Regions from separate parts of the Mus musculus genome. Here region 2 is linked to region 1. The links are chromatin contacts, called in public Hi-C maps. All regions are on one chromosome and are shown on one strand. Each heading gives the region's core, a stretch centred on a gene start, on an enhancer-like site or on the middle of the called end of the contact. The rest is flanking DNA. Distances are from core to core; before and after follow the strand shown. Region 1 overlaps Erc2 (ELKS/RAB6-interacting/CAST family member 2). Region 2 overlaps Erc2 (ELKS/RAB6-interacting/CAST family member 2).

Region 1 (3,520 bases), core at 411-2,910:
ACATCTGGCTGAAAGCAAGCACTATGGCCCACACTGAGCTGCAGTCACATGGCTCTGCCAGCTCATGAAGGACATAAATATCTGTGCATTTCTCTATAATTCATCTCCATCTCTTTAAAGGACTGCGAGGAAGAGCACGGGTGGAGACAGGAACTCAAAGGTCTCTGCACTGTCTTCTCATATTCTATTCCTTCCGATAGGGAGCCTACAGTACAACTCAGACTGGAACACAGGAACACTGTGAAGGATAACGAGACAGTTCAGTCATTTCCAGGTTGTGCTTACCTACCTGGTCTCTGCCAGAGTGTACAAGGGAACAGTGGCCATCTTCTCCATGTCCCACCAAGGTCATTCTGGCATGAATAGTCCAGCATCCTAGAAAAACCCTCACCCTCAAGCAACTCGATGGCAGCTCACTGTGGTAATGCTCATTGCCAAGCTGACAGCACCTAGAGTTATCCAGGAGATGGGTCTCCGGCCATGCTGTGGGTAGTGTCTTAACTGTGTAAACTGCCTAGAGAAGACACGTGGTAATTGTGAGAGGAACCATTCCCTGTCTGTGGACTGCAGATGCAATGTGGCCAGCTCCTGACACTGAATTTCCAACATGATGATGGGGAACCAAGTCAAGTCCTTCTCCCTTGTGTTGCTTTGGTCAGGATGTTGTGTCACAGCCAACAGGAAAGGAAACTAAGACAGAGAGTCAACAGAAAAGTAGCAACATTCAAATATCCTCAGGGCACACACTCAGAAATGTGATTGTTCTGCACAAGTGCTTGAGGAGGCCACTGACCAGATCCATCCCTTCTGCTTCCCAGAAATGTGAAAATAAACATACGTAGCCTCACGGTCCACATCTGTGAAAGCAAAACTATGTGACCTTCATTGGTAAGCTGTGTAAGTGCTAACTGGATGCTGTGCATGGGCCCAAACTAAATGTTCTACTAACTATGTAATATGCCGTATATATACATGCACTTATACATATATATGTATATATAGAGATATAAACAAATACATTTTCTTACCATTATATCGCTATGACATTGTAATCCTATCATTCAGTTTTAGCATATTATTTGCAAACTTCATGATCAAACTGTTTTCCCTTAAAACACAACTTACACTCCATTGAAAATCTTGCTATAGTCAAAGCTACAAAAATGATATCACAAAATAAATAAATAAATAAATAAATAAACAAACCCTCTAGGTAAGACTACAGGCAAGCCTCTAGGTAAGTAAGTGCCTCTAGGCAAGCCACTGGAAATTACTAATTGGGGCACATGCAAACACAAGGTGAACAACCCAAGAGTTTATCAGCTGAACATAAAAAGCGTACTTCCTCCACCTCCCGCCCCATCGGCAGCTGCATTCTCTCTCCTGCTCTGCTCATTCGGAAGAGTCCTCTGCCAGCTGCAGCACCGATCCTGCCACATCCAAATGGGCCAAGGAGAAAATGTCACGCCCTTTATTCAGTTACTATTCAGATGCAGCTGCATTGAAGCTGTAGACTTTCTAAACAACACAATGGAAGTAACAATGGAAAGCTGCAAGAACATGTGTGAACTGGCTCAATTCAAGAACCTAACCGTGAGCCAGCAAAGCTGTTCACAGAGCCAACGCTAAGCTTCGTGAACAACCCTTGCCTCCAGAAAACCAGTTCCCGAGGACAGCACACGCTAAGTGCATCCTCATGCCTAAGAATAGCACACCACCTCCCAACCCCAAACCAGTACCAGCTGAACGTCCACCATACCCAGCCAACTGGATCCTTCTGCAGACCCTAATTGCTGCCTGCTGGACCCATGTTGGCAAGCTTGTACCTCCTCAATCATTTCTCCACCTGAGAAGGATGGCAGCAGACATAACAGCTATTGGCAGCAGCTTCAAGATGAGAAGGATATTCAAGAGCATCCCTTTCACGGAGGAGTCTTTTTCCATATTCATGAATTATGAAATACATTCTATTTCTCTCTTGGCTCTTATCCCCATTCTTTCGTCTGGGATAACGAAGTATATTATTTTTCGCAGCAAAGTAGAACTCCCACAGAAAGCTGAATTGGCAGGTCTCCTGCTAGCTTACATTGCCTCTGTAAAAATTAGAAAAGAAACTCCCCTTGTTCTACAGCTTACTTCCATTTTTCTAGAGCACCCCTGCCATAGACAGGGTTTGTTAGAATAAAGGAATGTGTTGGCATCTTCTGACACACTGTCCTCCGAATACATACGTGCAAATCTCCAGTTGCCACAATATTAACGGTATCCCTTAGAGCTGTACAGTGCCCATCAGCTCCCACAGAGGCTCTGTGTCATGCCCCATCACAACCAGCTTCACAGCACTTTAAATAAACTATACACAGGTATTATTTAACTAGGGATATACTCCGAGAAATGCAACGCTAGATCATCTTATTGCTGGGTGAACACCAGTGAGTGTGCTTAAGCAACTCTAGGTGGTAAACCGCGCTGTGCAGCTCAGTTCTAGGACATAGTCAATTGGCTCTAGGCCTCAAATCAGCACAGCATCTTACAGGCAAAACAATGGGATGGCAAGTACCTAGGCATCTAAACATTTGACAGCTGGGACATCGCTGGTTAACAAAAGTATTTCCACTGTTATACGTTTACTCAACTGCTATCATTTGTGTGGTCTCTCATTGGCCATTATATAATTATGTGGCACGTGGCTCTTGGGAGGGATCTGCACATCTCTTCTGACAAGCCAGATTCAAATACTGTATGTGTGTGTATAGCTATAGCTCTGTTACTGTATTGTATGCTATTTTTCATTATTCTCTTACTTTTGAGATTATAATATATTATTTCTTCCTTCCCTTTCTTACCCCCAAGCCCTCCCATATACCCCTTTTCTGCACTCTTCCAAATATACATATACATATATTTGTGTATGTGTGTGTAAATATATAATACACATAAACACACACACATACATATATATACATATATATATAATACACACACATACATATATACATATATATAATACACACATACACATATATATACACACACATATATATATGTGTAAACACACACACCATGCTTAGTCTGTATAAAGGTACTTGTAAGACCCTATTGCTAAAGACACCATGCATTTCAGACAGGAATGAGAGGCTCCTGAGCTAGAAGCTACCTGAAAGCCTTCTTCTGAGGACTAGCTATCATAGTACCTGAAAGAAAACAACCAAGAGTCCTACCCAGCTATGAACCACAATAACAACCAGATTCAAATGATAACCCTTAGATTGAAATAGTGGCACACACACCTTGGCAGTAACCAACAGCTCTGTAATTGAACCTAAACCCTGCCTCAACAATAGGGCAATTATGCCTAGTACTAGAAACATAGCCAACTGTCCAGGGCTAGTGAAGTCATGAGTGTTGGGGGAAGAACCTACAAACCCCACTTTATTAAACCAGCATAACCCCTAACTACATTCTAAATATTTCCCCTTACACCCACCCATAAGTGCACTCCTCACACCTCATCAAGAAA
Region 2 (3,459 bases), core at 246-2,745, 610 kb before region 1:
TCTCAGGGAAGTCCAGACACAAGCAAAGGGAAAATGGAATCCCATCACATTCTAGAAACAGCTATAAAGCCACAGTGTGAAGAACAGAAGGATCTGAAGGAGCTGGAACAACTTTACACACACACACAAAACTACTACATTGTTTCCTCCAAAGCAAGTTCTATTACAGAAGGGTCCTAAGTGAAACACTGGCCACACACCACAGAAGTTTTCATCTGTCTCCTTACATAGAGTGCTTTACAAGCATGTGTGCTTGCTGTGTGTGCATGTGTACATGTGCCTACCTGTGTGTGTGTGTGTGTGTGTGTGTGTGTGTGTGTGTGTGTGTGTGTGTATTTTTTTCCAGGATGTATACTTGGTATAGTTTTTAATCTGAAAAAACCCTCAAGTGCAAACGACAGCCCTTTTATCATGCTGGTTTCAAGGACAAGGTTGTATTCTGGGTTAGACAAGTTTCAGCAGGCGTCTGCAGCATGGAGCTCTTCTACGCTGGGAGACATATTTGCCCCATGGGATATCAAAATCCACGTAATAACAGGTCACGTTATAATGAGGCTTCCCTGCACATGCTTGCTCTCAATTTAGACAGCAGGCCCTGCCAGGTCTTCCTCCAGCTGCTGGCTTCAGACCTCTCTTTCCAGAAGGATAAGAACTACCTGTCAAAACGCAAAGCTCTAACAATGAAATATACACGCATGCTGTGGGAAAGCCGACGGTTTACTTCCACAGGCTGCAGCTGGTGTGCGCGGCTGAAATGATTCATTCCTCCAGCCAGCAAAACAAGTCCACATACAGGGTCTCCTCGACAGAACACATCCTCCCCCTGGTACAGGCTCCATCTCTGAGCATGACTTAACCTCCTTAGCAGCGAGGAGCAGCCGGCTGGAGGCTAGCAAAGGATGCTTTCCCCTCTGCTGTTCCCTGCTCGGAGGCAGTATACTGTTACAGTTCCAGGGAATCAGAATGTCTTTTAAATCCTGCTTCAAGAATCTACACATTCCATACTAAGCTGCAATTCTTAATGTAGTATCTCCATGGCAGTGGGAAGGGTTCCTAACAAGAGAGTCTCTAGCCTCAGGGATTGAGGAAGAGGATTCAAAACGTGATAAAGTAGCCAATACTCCATAAAGAAAGAAGGGCTTTGACACTGAAGTCAGGTCTATTCACACCTGCTTCCTAGCAGTGACAAGGGCAGGTTGTTCTCTTGAGGAATAATGCCTCAGGGCTGCATCTAAAGAAGGGACTGTACTGCTGGAGACATGAGAATGAAAACTACCATTTTGCTAAAATATCTAAGGGCAAGAAACCCGCTTAAGCCACAAACAACAATAATGGCTTTTGAGGGTCAGTGAACCCCAGACCCCAAGGTTCTGGAGACCAGAAGATGCTGAATTCATTTCTTTTGGGAAGGACTGCCAGGATGAGGGAGCCTCAGAGTTGCTACCAACTCTCATGAGAGCACTGGAATCATGTCTCTGAATCAGAGGTGCTAATTGCTTTCATAAGGGTGCAGGCCGAAGTGGAATCCAAGAACTTGGCAAATGTGATGTTCTCATTTCTCCGGGTCTGGGATGCGCTTGTGTTTTTGGAAGACAATCTATTGACTAAATCCATGCATGCAGATGACCCTAGAGGTGCTCCTCTTCATTAAGCTGGAGCACTGCCAGCCCACAATTCATAACATACTGTGTGAGGGCTGGCAAGATGACTTAGTGGGTAAAGGTGCCTGCTCCCAAGCCAGCTGCCCTGTGGTAGATCCCCAAGGCCCACATGAAGAGGTATAAGGAGAAACTGACTCCTGCCAGTTGTCTGTTGTCCTTTGACCTTCACAAGGTCACCATGGGTCATATGTCTCACCGCATTCTCACACATACACACATAATAAAATAAATATAATTCAAATTTGTTTAAAATTACTGACTGAACGCCTAAGTACAGGAATGGAGTACTCTTGTAGGCACAAAGCAGCTCACCTGCTTGACTGTGTAGGGTTTATAAACAAAACCAGATGTCAAGCACACAGCTTTCTGAGCTCTTGATAGGGCAGGTAGCACTTAATCCAAGGGGAGGGACTATGTAAATAGGGCAGGTAAAAGAGGCCTTACTGAGCAGGTGGTGCTGGAAGGAGGGCTTGGATGAATCAATGCAGGCACTTGGCTAGCAGAAGAGAATTTCTGGCAGAAAGCAGAGTTGTCACAGACAGCCCAGGCAGCAGGTATCTGGGCAGATGAGGAAGACTCTAGGAAGCCACTGGCTGTGGGAAGAGGTAGATGAGGAGGAAGGAGACACGCCGAGTTGGGGATGTTGGATGACTGCAGGTTTAAGGAGGCAGCCCTGAGGGTCTTGTCTTGTGTGAGTCACTCATTTCTTTACCAAGTGTGAGTCTGACATGGTTAGCGCTCAGAGGCATCAGTTTTAAGGTGAATCACTCAGTGGAAGAATATGGCATCTTCTGTTACTGTCCATCTTGGCCTTTCCTCACAGCTGAGCCCCACTCTCCCCACTGAGACTTCCTCAACAGAGTAAAGTACCTGGGAAAGAGAACTACACATCTAAAAACACATGCCACGGTGGAGGAAAGGGGGTGTGTGTCTATCATCTGTCAAGGTGGATGACAGACTTAATGTGTTTGAGGCAGTGACCACTCTGGTGGGTGATTAACTTAGGAAGTCCAAATGCCCAGGAAGAATGCTGGGGTTCCTACAAAGTGAATTTCGTATCTGTGGCCAGCACTATTTCCAAGAGGGAGTCAAGGTGAGGGTGAAAGCAACCAGGTGATTTTGACCATCGGCCCACAAGTTCCTGGACAGGCTCTTGAAGAAATGATCTGTAACATTTCACACACTAACCATGCTTTCTTGGAGAAGGGCCCAAACCCTCTTAGATGTATTTGTGAGCCTCTATCAAATGAAGACCCCCTTGAATTCACATGGAACAAACTTCATCCTAACTTTCTTCCCACGGTGGGAGGAGAGTTAGCAGATGATGCACCCTTCCTGCCCCAAGGATAACTCTATCAGGGAGGTGACACCCATGCATGTGTCTTCACCAGAATGATGAGGCATTTAACTCATGGTATTCATCTATCCTCTCCCATACTCCAATTGGCCAGAACACTGTCCAGTTCTGAAATTGTGCAAAGGTTCTCTCTCTCTAAGCCTCTCTCTCTCTAAGTCTCTCTCTCTCTCTCTCTCTCTCTCTCTCTCTCTCTCTCTCTCTCTCTCTCTCTCTCTCTCTCTCTCTCTCTCCTCCCTTTCCCCTCTCTCCCATCTGAAGTGCTTCTGCTCTTTTCCCTCAGTTAGCACTCTGCATGGCTTCCATCATCCAGCTGCTGAAACTATGGGTTGCAACCCTTCATGGAACCATATAACTGAACACAGGGAGCTTGAAAGACTTCACAGTGCTAGAAGGTTTTTCCATTTCCGCAACAACAACAACAACAACAACACTACTACTTCA

The links. A called contact is a pair of places that touch in the nucleus more often than the background predicts.
Region 2: a contact with region 1 is called in a Hi-C map of cortical neurons, with 3 times the contacts expected there. The contact joins two enhancer-like sites.

What each region holds. Positions count from the first base shown.
Region 1 is chr14:27,796,886-27,800,405 of GRCm38.p6, reverse strand. The region is part of intron 4 of Erc2 (ELKS/RAB6-interacting/CAST family member 2); the gene reads right to left. Among named protein-coding and RNA genes, the nearest start is that of Gm45645, 42 kb to the left of the region's middle. Within about 2 kb of position 1,660, at least 12 of the 459 cell types and tissues checked have an H3K27ac peak or open chromatin away from gene starts, as enhancers often do. A contact at or near this core is called in cortical neurons, where this site is marked.
Region 2 is chr14:28,408,212-28,411,670 of GRCm38.p6, reverse strand. The region is part of intron 19 of Erc2 (ELKS/RAB6-interacting/CAST family member 2); the gene reads right to left. Among named protein-coding and RNA genes, the nearest start is that of Gm52097, 28 kb to the right of the region's middle. Within about 2 kb of position 1,495, at least 25 of the 459 cell types and tissues checked have an H3K27ac peak or open chromatin away from gene starts, as enhancers often do. A contact at or near this core is called in cortical neurons, where this site is marked.